Regions from separate parts of the Mus musculus genome. Here regions 2, 3, 4, 5 and 6 are each linked to region 1. Evidence: chromatin contacts called from public Hi-C, HiChIP or PLAC-seq and promoter capture Hi-C data. All regions are on one chromosome and are shown on one strand. Each heading gives the region's core, a stretch centred on a gene start, on an enhancer-like site or on the middle of the called end of the contact. The rest is flanking DNA. Distances are from core to core; before and after follow the strand shown.

Evidence for each region. Promoter capture Hi-C pulls out the DNA fragments that hold promoters and counts their contacts. Hi-C and Micro-C count contacts between places; a contact is called where the count stands out from the background. HiChIP or PLAC-seq counts read pairs in DNA pulled down with a chosen protein or histone mark. Capture Hi-C pulls out chosen DNA fragments and counts their contacts.
Region 2: a contact with region 1 is called in a promoter capture Hi-C map of neutrophils, with 2.4 times the contacts expected there. The contact joins the promoter of Scn2b here to the promoter of Ccdc84 in region 1. A contact is called at or near these places in 4 of 39 promoter capture datasets (hippocampal neurons, liver, neutrophils and 1 more).
Region 3: an H3K27ac HiChIP or PLAC-seq map of extraembryonic endoderm stem cells shows a contact between it and region 1, with 2.8 times the contacts expected there. The contact joins the promoter of Mpzl3 here to the promoter of Ccdc84 in region 1. A contact is called at or near these places in 1 of 484 Hi-C or Micro-C datasets (pancreatic cancer cells) and 1 of 115 datasets of contacts at active chromatin or transcription factors (extraembryonic endoderm stem cells).
Region 4: a contact with region 1 is called in a Hi-C map of regulatory T cells, with 4 times the contacts expected there. The contact joins the promoter of Cd3e here to the promoter of Ccdc84 in region 1.
Region 5: a promoter capture Hi-C map of liver shows a contact between it and region 1, with 4 times the contacts expected there. The contact joins the promoter of Ube4a here to the promoter of Ccdc84 in region 1. A contact is called at or near these places in 9 of 39 promoter capture datasets (the 3T3-L1 cell line, the HPC-7 cell line, erythroid cells and 4 more), 1 of 484 Hi-C or Micro-C datasets (LSK cells), 3 of 115 datasets of contacts at active chromatin or transcription factors (T-cell acute lymphoblastic leukemia, astrocytes and extraembryonic endoderm stem cells) and 2 of 9 other capture datasets (adipose tissue and liver).
Region 6: a contact with region 1 is called in a promoter capture Hi-C map of hippocampal neurons, with 2.8 times the contacts expected there. The contact joins the enhancer-like site here to the promoter of Ccdc84 in region 1. A contact is called at or near these places in 6 of 39 promoter capture datasets (the 3T3-L1 cell line, hematopoietic stem and progenitor cells, hippocampal neurons and 1 more), 2 of 115 datasets of contacts at active chromatin or transcription factors (T-cell acute lymphoblastic leukemia and extraembryonic endoderm stem cells) and 2 of 9 other capture datasets (adipose tissue and pancreatic islet).

What each region holds. Positions count from the first base shown.
Region 1 is chr9:44,416,639-44,419,551 of GRCm38.p6, reverse strand. It overlaps Ccdc84 (coiled-coil domain containing 84), which reads left to right and starts at 1,483. Exons shown (of 11, transcript NM_201372.4): 1 at 1,483-1,683; 2 at 1,756-1,919; 3 at 2,343-2,441. The coding sequence starts at 1,564.
Region 2 is chr9:45,116,435-45,119,347 of GRCm38.p6, reverse strand. Scn2b (sodium channel, voltage-gated, type II, beta) reads right to left here and starts at 1,472. Exons shown (of 4, transcript NM_001014761.2): 1 at 1,255-1,472. The coding sequence starts at 1,324. All of the region lies in intron 1 of Gm10684 (predicted gene 10684), which reads left to right.
Region 3 is chr9:45,053,767-45,056,679 of GRCm38.p6, reverse strand. It overlaps Mpzl3 (myelin protein zero-like 3), which reads right to left and starts at 1,499. Exons shown (of 6, transcript NM_001093749.3): 1 at 1,362-1,499. The coding sequence starts at 1,437. Mpzl2 (myelin protein zero-like 2) reads right to left here. Exons shown (of 6, transcript NM_007962.4): 6 at 2,637-2,913.
Region 4 is chr9:45,008,109-45,011,021 of GRCm38.p6, reverse strand. Cd3e (CD3 antigen, epsilon polypeptide) reads left to right here and starts at 1,411. Exons shown (of 8, transcript NM_007648.5): 1 at 1,411-1,456; 2 at 1,573-1,674. The coding sequence starts at 1,626.
Region 5 is chr9:44,964,119-44,967,031 of GRCm38.p6, reverse strand. It overlaps Ube4a (ubiquitination factor E4A), which reads left to right and starts at 1,432. Exons shown (of 21, transcript NM_001346698.1): 1 at 1,432-1,547.
Region 6 is chr9:44,942,925-44,945,837 of GRCm38.p6, reverse strand. Ube4a (ubiquitination factor E4A) reads left to right here. Exons shown (of 21, transcript NM_001346698.1): 11 at 913-1,033. Among named protein-coding and RNA genes, the nearest start is that of Ube4a, 21 kb to the left of the region's middle. Within about 2 kb of position 1,502, at least 2 of the 459 cell types and tissues checked have an H3K27ac peak or open chromatin away from gene starts, as enhancers often do. A contact at or near this core is called in hippocampal neurons, where this site is marked.

The DNA.
Region 1 (2,913 bases), core at 234-2,733:
AAGAGGCTAGCTCAGGTGCAAAATCTTGGTAAAAGGGGAGGGAGAGAATGAGAGCACACTCATGCCGGACAGATGGTTCAGTGGTGAAGAGCACCTGCTGTTGCGAAGATCCAAGTTCAGTCGTCGGGAGCCTAGGGATCCTACAAAGTACCGCCTCACACAAGAGATGCATTGGGAAAGATACAAGAAAAAGATCGTCTCTACCCAGGCAAAAAGCAGCAAGGAACCACATACGAGGCAAGCATAATATAGAATGGGATTGGCGGGGCACTTTCCAGGGTAGTTTTTGATTGGTGGGATTTTATGGTCTGATCTTGGGCAAACTCCTGGATTGGTGGAATTTTGTGACCTGCTCTAGGAGCAAGCTCAGTGATTGGTGGAATTCTGTGGCATGTTTTTAGGGTAAACTCAGTGATTGGTGGAATTCTATAGTCTGATTTTTTTGGGACAAACTCAGGGATTGGTAGGATTTTGAAGCCTAATACAGGATTTTTTTTTCCTTCCTGCCGGGTGGGGCTTGACTACCTGTATATGCAGGCGCTGGAAACCTGGCCACTCAAGGAACTTAATTGTAAAGATGCTGGGTTTTGTTTCACACAAGCCAAGTTCAGGTGGGAAATGAGCATTTGGTAGAGGAGACTGGCAGGAAAATACTATCAAGTAAGCTTAATTGCAGAGACCTTGGGAGCAGACTGCTTTGAGCAACTTTGGAACAAATGGGGAAAAACATATTGGGTCTGACCTGGGCGGCGTATGACATTATTCTTGTAATGGCGATAGAGCATGATTCACTGTAACCATTCAAGTTTTCAGAATTAGATTTCCCAGCCAATGCTCGGAGAAATGACTTACAGAGAATATTCTTGTGCAGAACACCTTTGAAAATTAAGAATATCACAGTCTGCCGGGCAGTGGTGGCACACGCCTTTAACCCCAGCACTTGGGAGGCAGAGCCAGGCGGATTTCTGATTTCGAGGCCAGACTGGTCTACAAAGTGAGCTCCAGGACCCTTCCTCGAAAAACCAAAAAAAAAAAAAGAATATCACAGTGACTTAGACCCCTGCAGGTCTCAGGGAAGCTGGAGGGGCTGCTTAATACACCTCTCTAGCTTTCCTCAGAGGTCCTCATTTCTTCAGGAGTAGATTTTTTTTTTCCCATGTGTAAAATGCCAATAATCTCACACCACAAAGCATCGACGTGAGGATTCGGTGAGGTCATTAGCACAAAGCACGGGGTCACAGTGTGCGCCCTGAAATTACCAGTTCTGCGTTGTTACGCTAAACTGGGTCTTTGTCAACGCCTGAAAGTGTGCGATCTGAGGTCCTAACTGGCGTGCATTCTTTCTCGTTCTTTCACAAGCTGCCGGGTTTTCTGCGGGTGCGTGGGAGGTGGGGGCCCGGAGTGAATATTCCGCGCAGCCGCAGAACGGATTGCAATAGCGCCTACTGCCTCTAGGGGAACCGGGAGCTCCTAGGTCGCCCCGCCCCGTCCGGCCCGGAAGGGTCAGGGGTCAGTGGGTGGTGACGAGCCGCCGCTGTGTGGGTGTTCCCGGGTCCTGGGTCTATGGCGCCACCGCAGCGATGTCCTCTGTGTCGGCAAACTTTCTTCTGTGGTCGCGGTCACGTCTACAGCCACAAGCACCAGCGGCAGTTGAAGGGGGCTCTGGAGCGGCTTCTACCGCAGGTGCGGACCCGGGGCTGGGGAGGCCAGGAATGTGGGCTGGTTTCAGGGTCCTAGCTGGCTTCTGTCCTGCAGGTGGAGGCCGCCCGCCGGGCCGTCCGCGCCGCCCAGGTGGAGCGCTATGTCCCCGAGCACGATCGGTGCTGTTGGTGCCCGTGCTGTGGCTGCGAAGTGCGAAAACACCTGAGCCATGGCAACCTGACAGTGCTACACGGGGGTCTGCTGGAACATCTGGCCAGGTGACAACTGGAAAACACCCACCTCCCCCGTACAGACAGAGAGTTGTACACACGTGTGGCATGGGAAGTTGAAATTGGGGAGAAGGAAGGTCGACTTTGTGACTTAGTTGGGTTATGGACTGAACTACCTGGCCAACCGTGGAGTTTAGTGGATCTTAGCCCTTCCACGGTCCCAGTGGTGTGGGTGATCTTTCTAGAAAAGCCAGGTTGCTCTCCTCTCACCACCACCACACACTTTATTGGAAGAAAGGAGTCCCAAGATAGAGGTCTTGAAGAGGTTGGTATAAACAATCCTCTTCTCTCTGCCAAGCCCACAGAAGCAACCCAATGGCCAATCTGCATTACTTACCTAGTGCTCTGACATTCGGTACAGTTTTACTCTCTTAATGACTAGCTACGATTACTCTTTCTCTCCATTCTCAGCCCAGAGCACAAGAAAGCCACCAACAAATTCTGGTGGGAGAACAAGGCCAATGCCCAGATGAAAGAGAAGTTTCTGATCTCCCCCCAGGATTATGCACGGTGAGTTACGTGTTCGTGAGTTATCCAGGTCTTTGTCAGGCACAAGAGCTTCTTTTTTTTTTTTTTAAAGTGGTTTTTTTTATGCCATTCTTTTTTTTTTTTTTTTTTTTTTTTAGATTTATTTATTTATTTATTTATTATATGTAAGTACACTGTAGCTGTCTTCAGACACTCCAGAAGAGGGAGTCAGATCTCGTTACGGATGGTTGTGAGCCAACATGTGGTTGCTGGGATTTGAACTCCGGACCTTCGGAAGAGCAGTCGGGTGAGCCATCTCACCAGCCCCACGAGAGCTTCTTTAAATTGGGGAGTTCTGAGGGAGTGTGATGGTCCACATATGTAACCCCAGGACTAGGGAAGCAAAGAATGGATCCTTGAGCAGCCAAAGCCAGTTGAGGCTACAGACAGAACCTTATCTCAAAACAAGAACTAATTGGGGAAACTCAACTCCAGTGTGTTGGTGACCATTTAT
Region 2 (2,913 bases), core at 223-2,722, 700 kb before region 1:
GGGCCCTATACCCAGCATGAGAGGGAGGGGGGATATACCACCCAGCACAGTGAGAAAGGACACAGAAGGTGGGACAGAGAGACAGAGACCAGCATAGAGACAGAAAGAGAGACAACAGAGAGACAGACAGATTGAGAGAGCTTATAGTGGGACCTAATCTCACCTAAGATCCTTAAACTTGACCCTCAGGCACTACAGAGAGAATTTTAAGAGTGAGAGTAAAACTGTCCACAAGGCAGGTTTAGAGCCCAGCATGGTGGCACTTGTCTGTAATCCCATCACCCAGGAAGAGAAAGAGACAGGAGAATCACTGAAAGTTCGAGATCAGCCAAGACTACAAAGTGAGACCTTATGGGTTGTGGGGTGGGGTAGAGTCGGGAAGCAGGCCTACAAATAGCCTCCTAACATACCTGCCTAGTACGAGGTCTCTAGGTGTTCAGCTATGAAATTGGCTTTGGGACCTTACGACAGGGTGGTCTGCAAGGTTGGGCTGGACCACGGAGACTGGTTTTAAAGGAACTCTCCCTAGGTTCCACTTACAGTTTGCTCCTTTTCCCAGGATCCTGGGCACCTGACCTCATCCATTCCATCTGGTTCACACCAGGGGTGCCTGCCTCGGTAGCAGCTACTCTGGTGCCTCTCCTGCCAACCCGGAGCTGGTCCTTAAGCCTGATACCCACCTCCTCCCACACGCATCCCAACAAATTGGTGGGATAGGCTCAACTCTCTGCCCCCAACTCTCGAGAACGCGATCTCCTTTAAATCCACCAGATCCCAGGGAACGGGCTCACAAATGAGACTTTTAAAGAAGCCAGCAACTCCTATGAGATCTCTTGGGAAGTAACTGAAAATGAAAACATGATGATGATGGTGGTGGTGGTGGTGGTGGTGGTGGTGGTGGTGGTGGTGGTGGTGGTGAAGAGAAAAATCCCTGAAGAGACCGCAGAGCAGCCTAGCTCTGCCCCACCCCCACATGGGTCCACTTCAGGGAAATCTACAGGATGAACCACCTCTTGATAAATTTGACCATTTTCATCCCCGAGCAACACTCACCCTCTAGTCAACATTTCTGGGAAGGAGAAGCCCAGCATCCGGCAGTCCCAGCTGTCCCAGATCCCCAGCACGCCCCTTCCCAAGGACACAGAGGGAAGCGGCTCACACTCCTTCCCTCTTGCCCCCTCCCCCGCCCCCTCCTCTTTCCGCTGCAGCTGCACTTCTGACCCTTAGGAGCATGCAGATGTGGTTCTAACTTACCCAAAGAGAAAAACAGACTGAGCCCCGTGAGACTGAAGGCAGGGCGAGGTAGCCAGGCATCCCTGTGCATTTTCAGAGACTGTGACGTTAGGCGGGTGGGCTGTGGGAAAGGGTGATTGAGGGACCAAGGACCACAAGGTAGGAATGGTTAAATGCTAAAAAAGAAAATGCACGGATGTACTTCAAAGACATATGCAACATTGAGGAAGCTTTATTTCCATCTCTCTAATATGGCCGACTTGTATGTGGCTGCTAAAAAGAGAGGGGGGTGGTGTATAAGGGAAAGGAAGAAAAAAAAGGGGATGGAGTAAATATTGTGGTTGGTGGATTTCAGAAAGCAGGTGGGAGGGCATAAAAAAGATATTCCTGGAAGAAATTAAGTTGCCAGAAAATTTAGCCTCTAAACTCAGAGCTCAATCAAATTTTGCCTTCCTACTGCATTTGAAATGATTTTTAGACTTTGAAAATTGTTAGAGAATTCTAGGTGAGGTGGCACGTGCCTGCAATCCTAGCACTAGGGAAACAGAGACAGGACTGCCTTGAACTCATAGCAGTCCAAAGCTAGCCTAGGCTCCAAAGCAAGACCCTTGCAAGAGAGGGGAGGAAGGAGGGGAGAGAAGGAGAGAGGGAGGGAAGGAGGGAGAGAAAGAAAAAAGGAAAAAGAGAAAGACTGTTAGAGCCATCTGTTTTTATCAAAGGGCTGTAAGGAAGTCCTTTTTATCATATGAATACGCCCCAAAGGCCTGTGAGTTGATTCCCTGGGGAAAGTGCTTGTGGCCACTGCCAAGCATGATGACCTGAGTTTGATCCCCGGGAACACACCTGGTCACCCAGCAGAAGGAGAGAACTGATCCCTGCAAGTTATGGTCTAACCTCAACACATTAGTGGCACCTGTATACTCATGCTACATGCTCTCTCTCTGTCTCTCTGTTTGTCTGTCTGTCTCTCTCTGTCTCTCCCCAACACACACACACACACACACACACACACACACGGGGAGGGGCAAGAGAATAGATAGATCATACATACGTACGTACGTACATACGTACGTACATAGATGTAAACACCCAGGAAAGAGTTGCCTTTTGTTGTTTGGGTTCAGCGAAGTGGGCAGGAGGCTCTTGGAAAGTAATGACTTCCTCATTGCTCTAGCATTTCCGCAGAATACAGAACTTGTCAGAGAAGGCTGATGCACAAATGCCTAAGAGACTTTTACAAGAGAATAGAGCATGGACCTCTGAGGGACCCGGATTCAAACAAATCAACAAGGAAAGGAACAGGTTTTGAGACAAGGGGAGCAGGGAGCGAATGTAAACTGGACGTTGATTATGTCAACAAATAACGTCTAATGCTGCCGGGTATCATAAAGATAGTGTCTGTGTTTTTAACACCCGTGGGTAATGTAGCTGATGGTCCCAGATGATTGGTGGTGCCTGGGGCACACTTCCCTTGGCTTTGGTGTATGTTTGAAACTTGTTATTTCGAAGGAGGGGAGAATACAGGTTGTCACAAGTAGAAGTTAGGAGAGAAGTGGCCCTAAGCAAAGAGGAGAACAGAGCCAAGCGTATCACAGGTCCTTAAACAGCAATCATTTATTTAGCTGTGCACATTTATCTGTCCACAGTGAGGAATCACAATTTGATCTTAACGTTAGGTCC
Region 3 (2,913 bases), core at 250-2,749, 640 kb before region 1:
CAGGTCTTTAGGCTTGCAAAGCAAGCCCCTTTACCTACTGATCTCACCAGCCCTCCAGAGTTAATTTGAACCATTTGTTTTGCTAGATTTGACACCTGCTCGTATATGTGAAATGACACTAGATCTACAAAAAGACACAATTTCTAGGATCTTTTTTTTTTTTTCTCATTGGGACAATATGTGGACATTTCTCCCTCCACAGCCCTGCTGTGTGTGTGTGTATGTATGCATATATATATATATATATGAGTTTATATGAGGTGACAGTAGGCCTGGCTCTGTTGTAAAAAGAACTCAGAGGGAAAACTGGACATTTATGATGACATAGGTAGCTGGGAGGGATCAGGGAGTGTGCTGGCAACATGCAGATTAGTCACCAGATAAACAAAAACCTCCTCATCTTACCTGATGAGACTCAGCCACCTAATACTTACACAATATTAAAGACCCCTTTCAGAAATGTCCATTATTTTCAGAGAAATGCTACAATACAACAATTCATTCTAATGCTAGCTATACCAGTATTCCATTTCTTAGGAAGACACACACACACACACACACACACTAATCAAGAGAATATTCGCATTTCAAAATGAAGCTAATTAGTTTGGATTGAAATTTAGAAATTGGAATAGCATGAAAGTAAAATTATCCAAACCTTACAATAGTGTCATTATGGCAACACTGTACTGACAATAGTTAAAAGATTCAAGTTTCAGAAGAATGGCTATGACTTTTCTTATACTTCAGAATGTTTAGAAAGTCCTAAGGTGCCTTTTCTTCAGCAATATGCCTGCTATAAGAAAAATCACACTATAACTCTTGTCTAAAATGTTTTATTTAAAAGCCCCTGAAATAAAATCACTAAGTCATGATTTTCCTTTTTTCCTCTTCTTCTTCTTTCTTCCTTTCTTTTCTTTTTTTTTTTTTTTTTCCTTTTTTTCCCTAGCCCTGATTGTGTCTCTCAAAATAACTGGAACACGAATTGCCCGGTTTCCGACCAGGGTGTAACAGCAACTCAGAACCCTGGCAGACAAGCACAGAGAATCTCACAAGAGCAGTGAGTGTCCGCCAAGCCTGTGCTCGCTGTGGTTTCGTCAAGGCATCATCAAGGCGGTGTCAAGTCTCACAAGGTGGTCGGGCTCTGAGAGCTGAGGGGAACCAACTCTCCGCAGTGGGAGGTGCTAGCCGGGAAAGAAAACCATCCCACACCCCCTCCTTCCCTTCCTTCCTTCCTTCCTTCGCAGAAGCCGAGCGGGGGCTTTTCTGAGACCCCCCAACCCGGAACCGGAAAAGCGACCATCTTTCCTGACCCCCCCGCCCCCTGCCGGAAGTGGAGTCCAGCCAGCTGGCGCACTCACCCTGGACGACTAGGATGCTCAGCAGTGGAAAGAGAGCGCAGCCACGGCCTCCTACTGTTCCTCTTGCCAGCTGCATCCCGACAGCTCTTCCGATACTTACACACCCTCTTTACGCCTCCCGGGGACCATGCAGGTGGTGCCGGAAGTGACGTCATGTCGGGAGTCACCTTTGAAAGAGCCGTCCCGGACCCAACCTCAATCAGGGACAAGGATTGTTACTAGAATCGTACCCGGTTACCCTCATCAGCGGTTCTTTGACTCTCAGGAGGATCTGATTGCGCTCTTCTGCTTCAGATTGGCTACAGACTGAAAAAACAGTTCTATTTTTATGGAATTCCAGGGAACCAGGCTCGATCCTCCGACTGTAATCCAGAAGTTATCTCTCTAGAATATCTAAGTTGAACCCTCACAAAAGATTCTCATACATTTGAAGTTCAGGAAAACGTAGGCGACCATCCAAGATCAGAATAAATATATCTTTTTTGGGTCCTTTGGTAAATACGTGCAAGCGTCGTCATTTGTGTACCTTTTAATGTAGCCATTACATCATTCAGAATTGGATGTTTATTAAATTACTGCAGTGACAGTGATGATGAAATCATTACAGTGTGTATTAAAGGAGAGGAGGAACTTGGGTTTGTGTATCTTTGCATTTTAAAAGTAAGGATATCATTATCACGGTACTTGACGTGGAATGAGACAGTCTAACATGCTCTGAAAGAAAGGGTGGAAAGGACCCCGCTTTACTGGTGTAATCACTCAATTCTCCTGGACCCGCCATGGTTAATGAAAGTAAAAGGGAATAAAAAGCCTCAGCTTTTGGAAATATTTCATAGCTGACATTTTCCATTGGCATACTTTACTAGACTTGGAAGCCGGTAGTTTTTTCTATGAGAAGAATCAAGAGTAGAAAAACAAATATCCTTGTTTCTAAAGTTCCCAAACTAAGTCAGGTAGGATGGCAAAAGCCTGTAAATCCAAGATCTGCAAGACTGGGGCAGAAGAACTAAGGACAACCTGGACTTCAGTCGTAAGACTCAGATTAGGGTTAGGTCCAAGAAATGAGTCTTCCAAATGTGTGCTATCATTTTGCCCATTTCCCAGTCCTCCAAAGCAATATGTGAAGCCTATAGAAATATAAAACTACTAGAAATTAATTTCATCAATTAATGATTGCTCTGCGTGTCTAACTCTACTATCTACCAAGAAAACTTGAGCAAAGTTAAACATCTTCCCTTGTTTTCCATTAACTGCTGTTGTGAATTTTGCAGATTTGTTTGTAAGCAAATAATAAAAATCATAGTTCTTTATTACTAAGGGTTTATTTACACAGTGATTCATGCATAATAAAAAATAAGTTACAGTACAAAAGTACTCTTAGGAAGGAGACACTGAACAAGAACCTGATATCCCATGAGTATTCAAACAAGACACAAGCTGCAAGTTCCCTGGAGACATTCTCTGTGAGTTTTTAACTACTTCATTACAAATATGAAATATACACAGGCCATCTGTTTAAAGAAATATCCAGTTGTTATATTCACAAGAGAAA
Region 4 (2,913 bases), core at 162-2,661, 590 kb before region 1:
CATACATGAAAAGATTTTGTAATTTCCATTAATTAATTTATTTACTCATTTTACATCCCAATCTCAGCCCCCCTCCTCCAAGCCCCCCCTCCAAGTCCCCGCCCCTCAGATAGCCGCTCCCCCCACCCCTCCTTCCCCTTCCCATCTGAGAAGAGGGAGGTCCCTCTGGGCACTGAGTCTGATACTATCCCTTATCTGGAGATGTGGGTGGGCAAAAAGAATGTAAGAGTAGAAACTAGGGAGAAGGGCTGTGAAGCACTGCCTTCTAGTAGCTGTGGCAGCCAGCAGTGGATCCACATGCAACTGGGCTTATCAACAGTCAATCATGCATTGGGGCGGGACTTCTGGGGCTCTAAGCCTTTCTACTGAACTATAGGTTATAGATGGATTCAGAAAGAAAGGCAGCCGTTTTCTTCAGTCCTGTACCCACTGAGGAGCTCTTCAGGCTCCTTCAGTAGTTAGTTCCAAATCCACTGTCACACAGCTAACTCTCGTTAAACCCAGTAGATATATCAAGAAGCGGAGCCAGAGAGATACCTCAACAGATAAAGTTGTTTGTGGTTAAAAACCTAAAGACCTGAATTGAAACCTGGGACTCACATGTTAGAGAGAATCCCTCAAGCTACCCTCGACTTCCACACATGCTGTGGCAAGTCTATGCCCACACATATACACATATAATAAATAGGTAAATAAATAACGTAAAACTTTTTTTTCGTAAAACTTTTTAATAAAAGACTTGTCGAGAAAGGGAGATTAATCATCAGAAAGTGTGTTACAATTGTATGAAATTATCAAAGAGCTAAGTCAATAAGCGTTTTTTACAAAGAAAAAGATTGTTGCTTATAACTCAGGAAGTACTTATGCTAGATTTTAAATAATAATGCTAAAAGCTACCCTAGTGGGTGCATGAGTAAAGCCCCTAGCATAGTGTCAGTACAAAGACAGGAGCTATGTGACTCTCTCATTGTCCAGCAACTGCCCAGCATGTGCAATCAAAGGCCAGGACGGCTACATGCTAAAAATCCTGTCTCAAAGAAAGAAAGAAAAGAAAAGCAAGCCCCTCGAAGATTATTAATGAGACGGCTCCACTCCATCCTGCTGCTCAGACCCAAGGGCACCATAACAGAAGGCAGATACTGAGTGCTTCAACGTCTTCCTGCCTCCGCTGGAGGGGTTATGCATAAGGAAGGCTCCCTCAGTGTGGAGGTGCTTTGCACAGGGCACAAGTAGGTGTTTTTCACAGCACTCTCGGGGGCTTGCTAGAGCCCCCCTTGTTCATCCTTATGGGAAGGCTGTGAGGCGCGGATTTCCTCAGTTAACCAAGGCGGAGGCTTCTGCCTCAAACATTTCCAAGTGACGTGGAGCAGGCGGGCCCTGAGTCCCCTCTACACTTCCTGTGTGGGGTTCAGACACCTGCCTCCCCTGTCTGCGTCTGGTGCCTTCTTCAGAAATGGTAAGTCTCTCCTTGTGAAGTGCCCCCCACTCTCCTTCATCCTACTATGGCAACCAATGATCCAGGGTCTTTGCATGCAGCCACTGTGTTGAAAACCTCATCTGTTTCTTTTTCAGAAGTAATGAGCTGGCTGCGTCCGCCATCTTGGTAGAGAGAGCATTCTGAGAGGATGCGGTGGAACACTTTCTGGGGCATCCTGTGCCTCAGCCTCCTAGCTGGTGAGTAGGGGAATGAAAGGGCGGTGCTTTCCCAGGCCATTGCAAGGTTCACAGTCTTGCCCAGTGCAGCTGGTGCCTCAGTGGCTAGAAGATTCAAGGAACTGTTGGCGATACCGTTAGGAAGTGGGGACAAGGGCTGGGGACTCAGGTGCGGGGAGACAGTTCAGGAGACATGCAAAGGAAATCAGTTGGGTTGATCTCATCAACTGAGAGAAGAGTTCTGTCTGTCGTGGAAAATAAGCCCATCTGACTGTAAACTTAGCAATGCTAAGAACTAACACAAGGAATGAGCAGAGATAGTGCCTCTCTTGGTTTGGGGGAGACGGGAGGGTTAGACTCAGGTTCATCCCAGCTTAGTATCTTTGAGACACTTTGTAATTTCCAGTCTTTTGGAAGTGGCCAAGAGATTCCTACTAGTTCATCCTTTTGGGGAAGTAAGGTAGGATAGAATTGGTAAATAATTGAGAGCACATAAACAACATGCATGCTCGTGCTCGTGCGCGCGCGCGCAAGCACACACACACACACACACACACACACACACACACACACACACACACGGCCCTTTGCTAAGTGCATGTGCCGCATGAAGAAACAAGGGTTAATCAGTTTGATTCTTGCTTCTTCCATGGAAGAAAAGTGGTACGGCTCCTGTCTTATGGATGAAGTTGTCATGCACGATTGACTAATCATTCATTGTTAAACAGCAATTCCGGCAGTTGATCTGGGAAGCCAGAGATGTCTGTCGACAGGGTCTGTGCTCAGGAGGGCTGCATGCACTTTGTGAGGCAAATGGCTCATGAGAGTTTTATGTCAAAGACCTAGAAAATTGCCACAGCCTGGCTCCCCTCTCAGAACCACAGCTGTGTGCCTCTACTTCCTGCTTCACTTTGGGTTTCTCAAACTTGACTGTGCACACACCTTCACAGGGGGTCCTGAGAGAGTTGGCTAGCTGCTTGTGAGACAGAGGTTCATGAGACAGTCTAAGTTGACTGGTCTTAAACACTGTGCCCTTCTGCCTTAGCCCTGTGAATGCTGGGATTCTAAGCTTGGGCTAGCAACTCCTTCAACATCCTGTATTTCTAACAAGCTTTGGGTTTATTTATATGGGACTGGTCCAAGGAACACACTTTGAGTCTCACGGGGCAGACTATGACTCCTGCAAGAAGCAGTCATTAATTGTACTACCCCTTAAATTAAATAAATAAATAAATAAACAAAAAAACAAACAAATAATGA
Region 5 (2,913 bases), core at 183-2,682, 550 kb before region 1:
ATGGAGGCCAGAAGAGGGCATTGTATCCCTGAGAGTGGAGTTAGTGATTCTAGCTGCTAGGTGCATGCTGAAATCTGAACCCTGCCTCCTTTGGAAAGTAAGGCGGTGCTCTTAACCGCTGAGTCATCTCTTCAGCTCAGAGCAATGGCTTTTTACACAACACATAATATTAATCTTTGCCCCAACCTCACTTTCTTAATGGTGACTTTTGAAATGCAAAAGTCTTTTTGATAAATTCCATTTTATAGATTTTGTTGCATTTGGGAGGTCATGTCTAAGACAAGATTGTCTCCTGTCTCATTATTTGTAGGTCATTGTTAGGGATTTGGTCTAGCTTTAACAATAAATGTCACTTAGAATATATGTAAAGTATTAGTAACAAATAAGAATAAAAGATATCATTGAAAAATATCTGAACATGTAATTTTATTAAACTAAATCTCACTTCATAGCAGTTATATAGATATACACTATCAAGTACAGCAAAGAAGTGCCTGGTACTCCTATGCATGTATGCTACCAATCTCTTGCTGAGGTATTGAGCTGTGCCAATATAATTTTTTTTAAGGGGTATCTCAGAATAGGGTAGGGTTTTGGTTGGTTGGATGGTTGGTTTGAAGTAACCCTAGGTTAGTCCAAACTCACTGAATAGCAGAGGATGACTTCGGATGCTCAATTCTCCTGTCTCTATGTACCAAGTGCTAGAATTACAGCATGCCCCACGGTGTCCCACTCACTACAGTTTTAATTTTCATTTTCCTTACTAAAACTAAGAACCAAGGCTGGAGAAATGGCTCAGACGACCCAGATTCAATTCCTAGCACCCACATTGCAGCTCACAACTGTCTGTAACTCCATATCCAGGGAATCTGACACCCTCACACAGACATACATACAGGCAAAACACCAATCAATGCTCATAAATATTTTTCAAAATTAAAAACTAAAAATTAACCAGACTTGTAGGCTGTATACTGTTAGCATTGTATAGATAAATCTAAGACCAACCCAAAATAGCGCGCTGCCTGGCACCTAATACCTGCTCAAAACGTCTTATACATTGTCCTTGTTGGTATTGTTACTGCTTCTAAGCCACAACGAGTGAAACGGCTCCAAAAAGCCATAGGACAGAAGGGAGCGTAAAAAGCAAAAAGTCACAGTCTGTGCAGAGCCCGACACCACAATAGTGTATCTGCCCTCAAGAGATGGATTTCCAAGGTCTAGCTTCATATTCCACAAAACTTCAAAGCACGCAGTCATAGCCAACCCTGCCCCGCCCCGCCCTGCTGCCTAGCCCAATCCCAAAGCCACTTCCGGCCCGCCCCCCACCCTCGCTAGCTGCCAGCAAACGTGCGCATGCGCCTCCTCGGTGTTTTCTCTGTCATTAGCGAAGCCCGACACCGCCCTACTTCCGGCGCGGGGTAAAGACCCAACAGGCTCGGCGCTCAGCGATGATGTCAGCTCCGGTTGCCTTGCTGAGTCGGAAGTAAGAACCTTTTGGTCGCTGTAGCTGTGAGGTGTCGTCGTCCCTGCCCTTTCAGGCTCCGGTAAGAGGCAAGGTATAAGAGGACGAGAGTGTTGAGGCTGCGACCCGGTTTTCTCCTAAGCAATTGCCAGTCAAGGCCCCTGCATGCCTGCTGTTCTCAACTGCTTGCCTGACCCGGGTCCGTCTTGAACTTCGACCCTGTCTAATCTGGAAACCCTTACGGTGCTCCGGCGTCCGGTGGCTCTGCACATTCCCTTCTTCTTTGCCAAGTCCCTGCTAGGAAAGGCCCGAGTGTGGGCTGTGGCTGTCTTTTGACTTATTTTATCTAGGACCTGCGCAGGGTGGGTGGGTCTCCCTGCTGCCTATGAATGTTACTGAACCCCAAAGGATAAAATACGAAGAGTGAACGACAGTGCCAGATGCCAAGGAGACAAAATGAAGCTCGACTCATAGCAATCAAACCAGTAGGGTGCGTGTAGCAAGAGGTTGACTTTTAAAGCGAGTGACGGCTTCCCAGCTGTAGCTCTTTGGATTCTGCTCGAGTTTTTCTTGGTCGAGAAAACATTTCTCAGATTGACCATAGAGTCAGACGTTTTGTGTTTAGTATTGTTCCTTTTAGGATTCTTTTTTGTCTCCTAGAGCAAGAATGGGTTAAGTCTCAATGTCATTGACTTTTTTGGTCCCAGAGACATAAAATGGGGCCCAAGATGAAATGCCAGGGTTTGTTAGAGACGGTTTTGTTTGTTGTGTTGTGTTCTTTTTTTGTTTTCGGACGTGTATGTGCTTCACTTGATGAGATCCTAGCTTGCAGATAAACGTATTGCAAGGATTTTTGTTACGACACCTAATGTAACACTGAAGGTATTTCCAGGTAGACATGTTACTTTGGGAACATTTTTAAATTCCAAAATAGAGACTTTATGGAGTACAATTTAATACAGTGTAATTTGGGCTTGGGGTAGGGAGTTGCTGGGGTTATAAACTAAGCCCTGGTGCATACTAAGTGCTCTAGAACAGAGCTACACCCAACCCCACCTTAGCCATAGAACTTGGCTATAGCAATCTGTTTTTCAGTGTTACCAATAGTTCTACTTTAAAACTGGATTGGACATGATCTTAAAATATCTGTATGCTCTCAGGAGCCAGTAGTGGCCTTAAAGGATTAGCAGCACTCTATATAAGTAGAAGCTTGAGTCAGGAGAAAATGAGAGAATTGTATGGGTCCAATGGTTGACACTTCCTAGAGATGTAGACTTTTGCAGCAGGTATGTAAAGTGAAGTTACTTACTAAAAATGAATCAAATCCAAAAGCCTTGGGGGGGCTGGTAGTTGTGCCATCCCAAAAGCTATCAAGAAAGTGGATGTGTTTCTGTGTGGCAACTGAAAACAAGGAATTTGGGTTTATTATTACTATTACTGTTTCTTTT
Region 6 (2,913 bases), core at 253-2,752, 530 kb before region 1:
CTGTCGTCTTCATGTCTCAACAGACAAGTCAGAGTTTACCAGGCAAAGGAGCAGGAGTGTAGAGACTAGCTGATGTAGAGGTGGCAGCCTGTGGAAGCAGCAGCACGCACTGACTTGACAGGCAGAGGCAGGTAGTCTTGGAGTTGGAGGCTATCTAGAAAAAAAAATCTATGGAAAGAATTGATTGAGGAATAGTGAGAAGTTCCTTGTAGTTAGAGCAAGGGACAGGATTGGGCTCTGAAGAGTGTGGGGTGGGAGGAAGAAAGCTGGCACCGGACTGGAGAAAACGTGAATATGGAGAAGTGAAAAGGAGTGGGCCCTGATCTGTCACTCAGAACAAATCTCTTGTTGGTTTTGACTGATTTCCTTCTAGGTTTGGGGGCATTTTTTTTAGCCTCTTATAAATTAACAAAACCAATATCTGCACAAAAATAATTTATCTTAAAACACTGAAAAGCAAAGAATAAGTTGAAATAGCCAAGTAATAGTAGCCCATGCCTTTAATCTCAGCCACCAAGACACAGAGACAGGTGAATCTTTGTGAGTTTGAGGCCTGGCTGGTTGACAGAGCAAGTTCCTTGAAAACCGGAGCTACACAGAGACTCTGTCTCGAAGGAAGGAAGGACGGACGGACGGACAGACAGAAAGAGGAAAATGTCCCATTGCCTATCACTTGGAAAGTATACAGTATTATCACTCAGTTTAGGTTTTTTGCTGATTTCATTGGTCCAGCAAAAGAGATTTAGCTGTTTCTGTAGATATCAGGAAGCCAGAAAGTGTTTTTAGACAAGGAAGTCATTGGAGATATGTTACAAGGAAGATATTGTAGAAATATGGAGGCTGAGGGAGAGTGGAGCCCAAGACCGATGTCTGTGGAGAGCAGTCCATCACCATTCCTTTTGCTTCTTCGAGGTTTGGACAAGGAGACCTGTCTGATCCCAGCTGTGCAGGAGCCAACGTTCCCCCAGAGCTACAACCTTGTGACGGAGAACCTGGCCCTGACAGAGTATACCTTGTACTTGGGATTTCACAGGTAACTCCTTTGATGTCTTGGAAAAGAATGGTCCCGTTAGTTGTGTTGACAGCTTGAAGGTGGGCAGTGAGTCTGAAGAGCCCTGTTAGGATGGCACAGGGAAGTCACATGCACTGGTTTAAATTTACCTGAGTCCACTTTGTACGGATTACTTACAGGGTTTTTTTTTTTTAAATCTCTCTTTAAAATTAACATTGTACTAATATTTTCTCCACATTTTGCCAACTTTTCAATCCCTGCCTTTTTGTTATTATCTAGGAAAATCTAATTACTGTCATTTTACATTTCACTCTTTACCATTGAGTTATTACTTCTGATGTCCAAAGAAAGACAAGAGACAAACTTTCATAAGTTGAGAGACTGGTGTAAGGGACTCCAGATAGACAATCCGAGCACATAAGAGCTGCGGACCTGAGAGGACTGCTTCTAAAGACAGGAAGGCTGAGAGCTTGTGTAGACGTTCCGGAAGCATCCATTTCTAGCAAACCAGCCATATGCCACTCCACAGTTTTTCCCTTTGTTGAGCAGAGAATGGTTTCCAGGATAAGGAGGAGAAATAACAACTCCTACATCTCATCTGTAGAAAGAGTATTATGAATACTGGGGTTTTTTTTTAATTGGTGGGAACAGGGCACCCATGCTCAGGTGTGATTTAGAAGCCAGAGATTGGGGTCAGGTGGCTTTCTCAGATGCTCCCCCACCGTATCTTTTGAGAGAGGATCTTTCACTGAACCTTGAGCTCACTGATTGAGCAAGACTCCAGGATCCTCCTGTTTCTGTGTCCCGGCATTAGGACCGCAGGGCACACCAGCACACTCGTGTTTACATGGGTGCTGGGGATCTAAACACAGGTCCCCTTGCTCGCATATGCAAGCAGTTTATCAGTTGAGCCATCGCCCCAGACCCAGGAATACTGATAGTTTTTTGTTTATTTGTTTGTTTGTTCTTTCGTTCAAGACAGGGTTTCTCTGTGTAGCTTTGGCTATCCTGGAACGCACTCTGTAGACCAGACTGCCTCTACCTCTTGAGTGCTGAGATTAACAGTGTAACAGTGTGTATCACATGCCTGGCCTGGAATACTGATTTTTTTAATGCATTCTCAGGATACTTAAATTAATGTAAGGTTTTGGGGTTTTTTGTTTTGTTTTTTCAACTCCTCCAGCAGAAAATTCATGGGGGAGGGGGATGAAAATGTCTTTATTAGACAGTGTTTCTGCCCTGTTGTTGACATTTTAAATGTCACAGAAGTTCAACATGTGCTTGATCTGCTCAACAATCTAAATTCAGATCTAGAAATGCCTGGCATCTAGTTTCCTACTGTCACCCTAGTAGCTGTCTGCAAGATCCAAGGAAGTGATTTAGGATTGTACATGTAGAACCAGTTGTCAGTAGCTTTTAGTTCTAGGTCTTCTTTTCAATATTAGAGTGAAATTTTGTGAAGAATAATTATCTTATTCTTCAGAAGGCTGGGCGATGCTCTTAGGTTGTGTGCCTGAATATGGCTGCTCTAGGTGTGGTTGTTAGAATCAAGTCTTTTTCACCTACATAGTTTTCTCACTGTGCAAAGATTATCCTCTGACCTCACCAATGTACTCTAAAGCTTGTACTGGGCTGCTCATACTCTGCATCATTAAAATGTCTGTTTTCCATAATAACCACACACTCTGCACCCTGCTCCTGTGAGAGGCCACTCACTCTGCATAATTAGCTTCAGATTTGTTGTGCATATGGTAACATTTTCTGAGAACAGTGCACCTTGCGTCTGACCAGCTGGTAACTTTTGTGAGTACCTTCTGTGTCATTGACCCTGCAACTTTCTACAAGTATAGAACACTATAAAAAACAAACAAGGATTTGCTTTTCAGTGTGGTCTATACTAC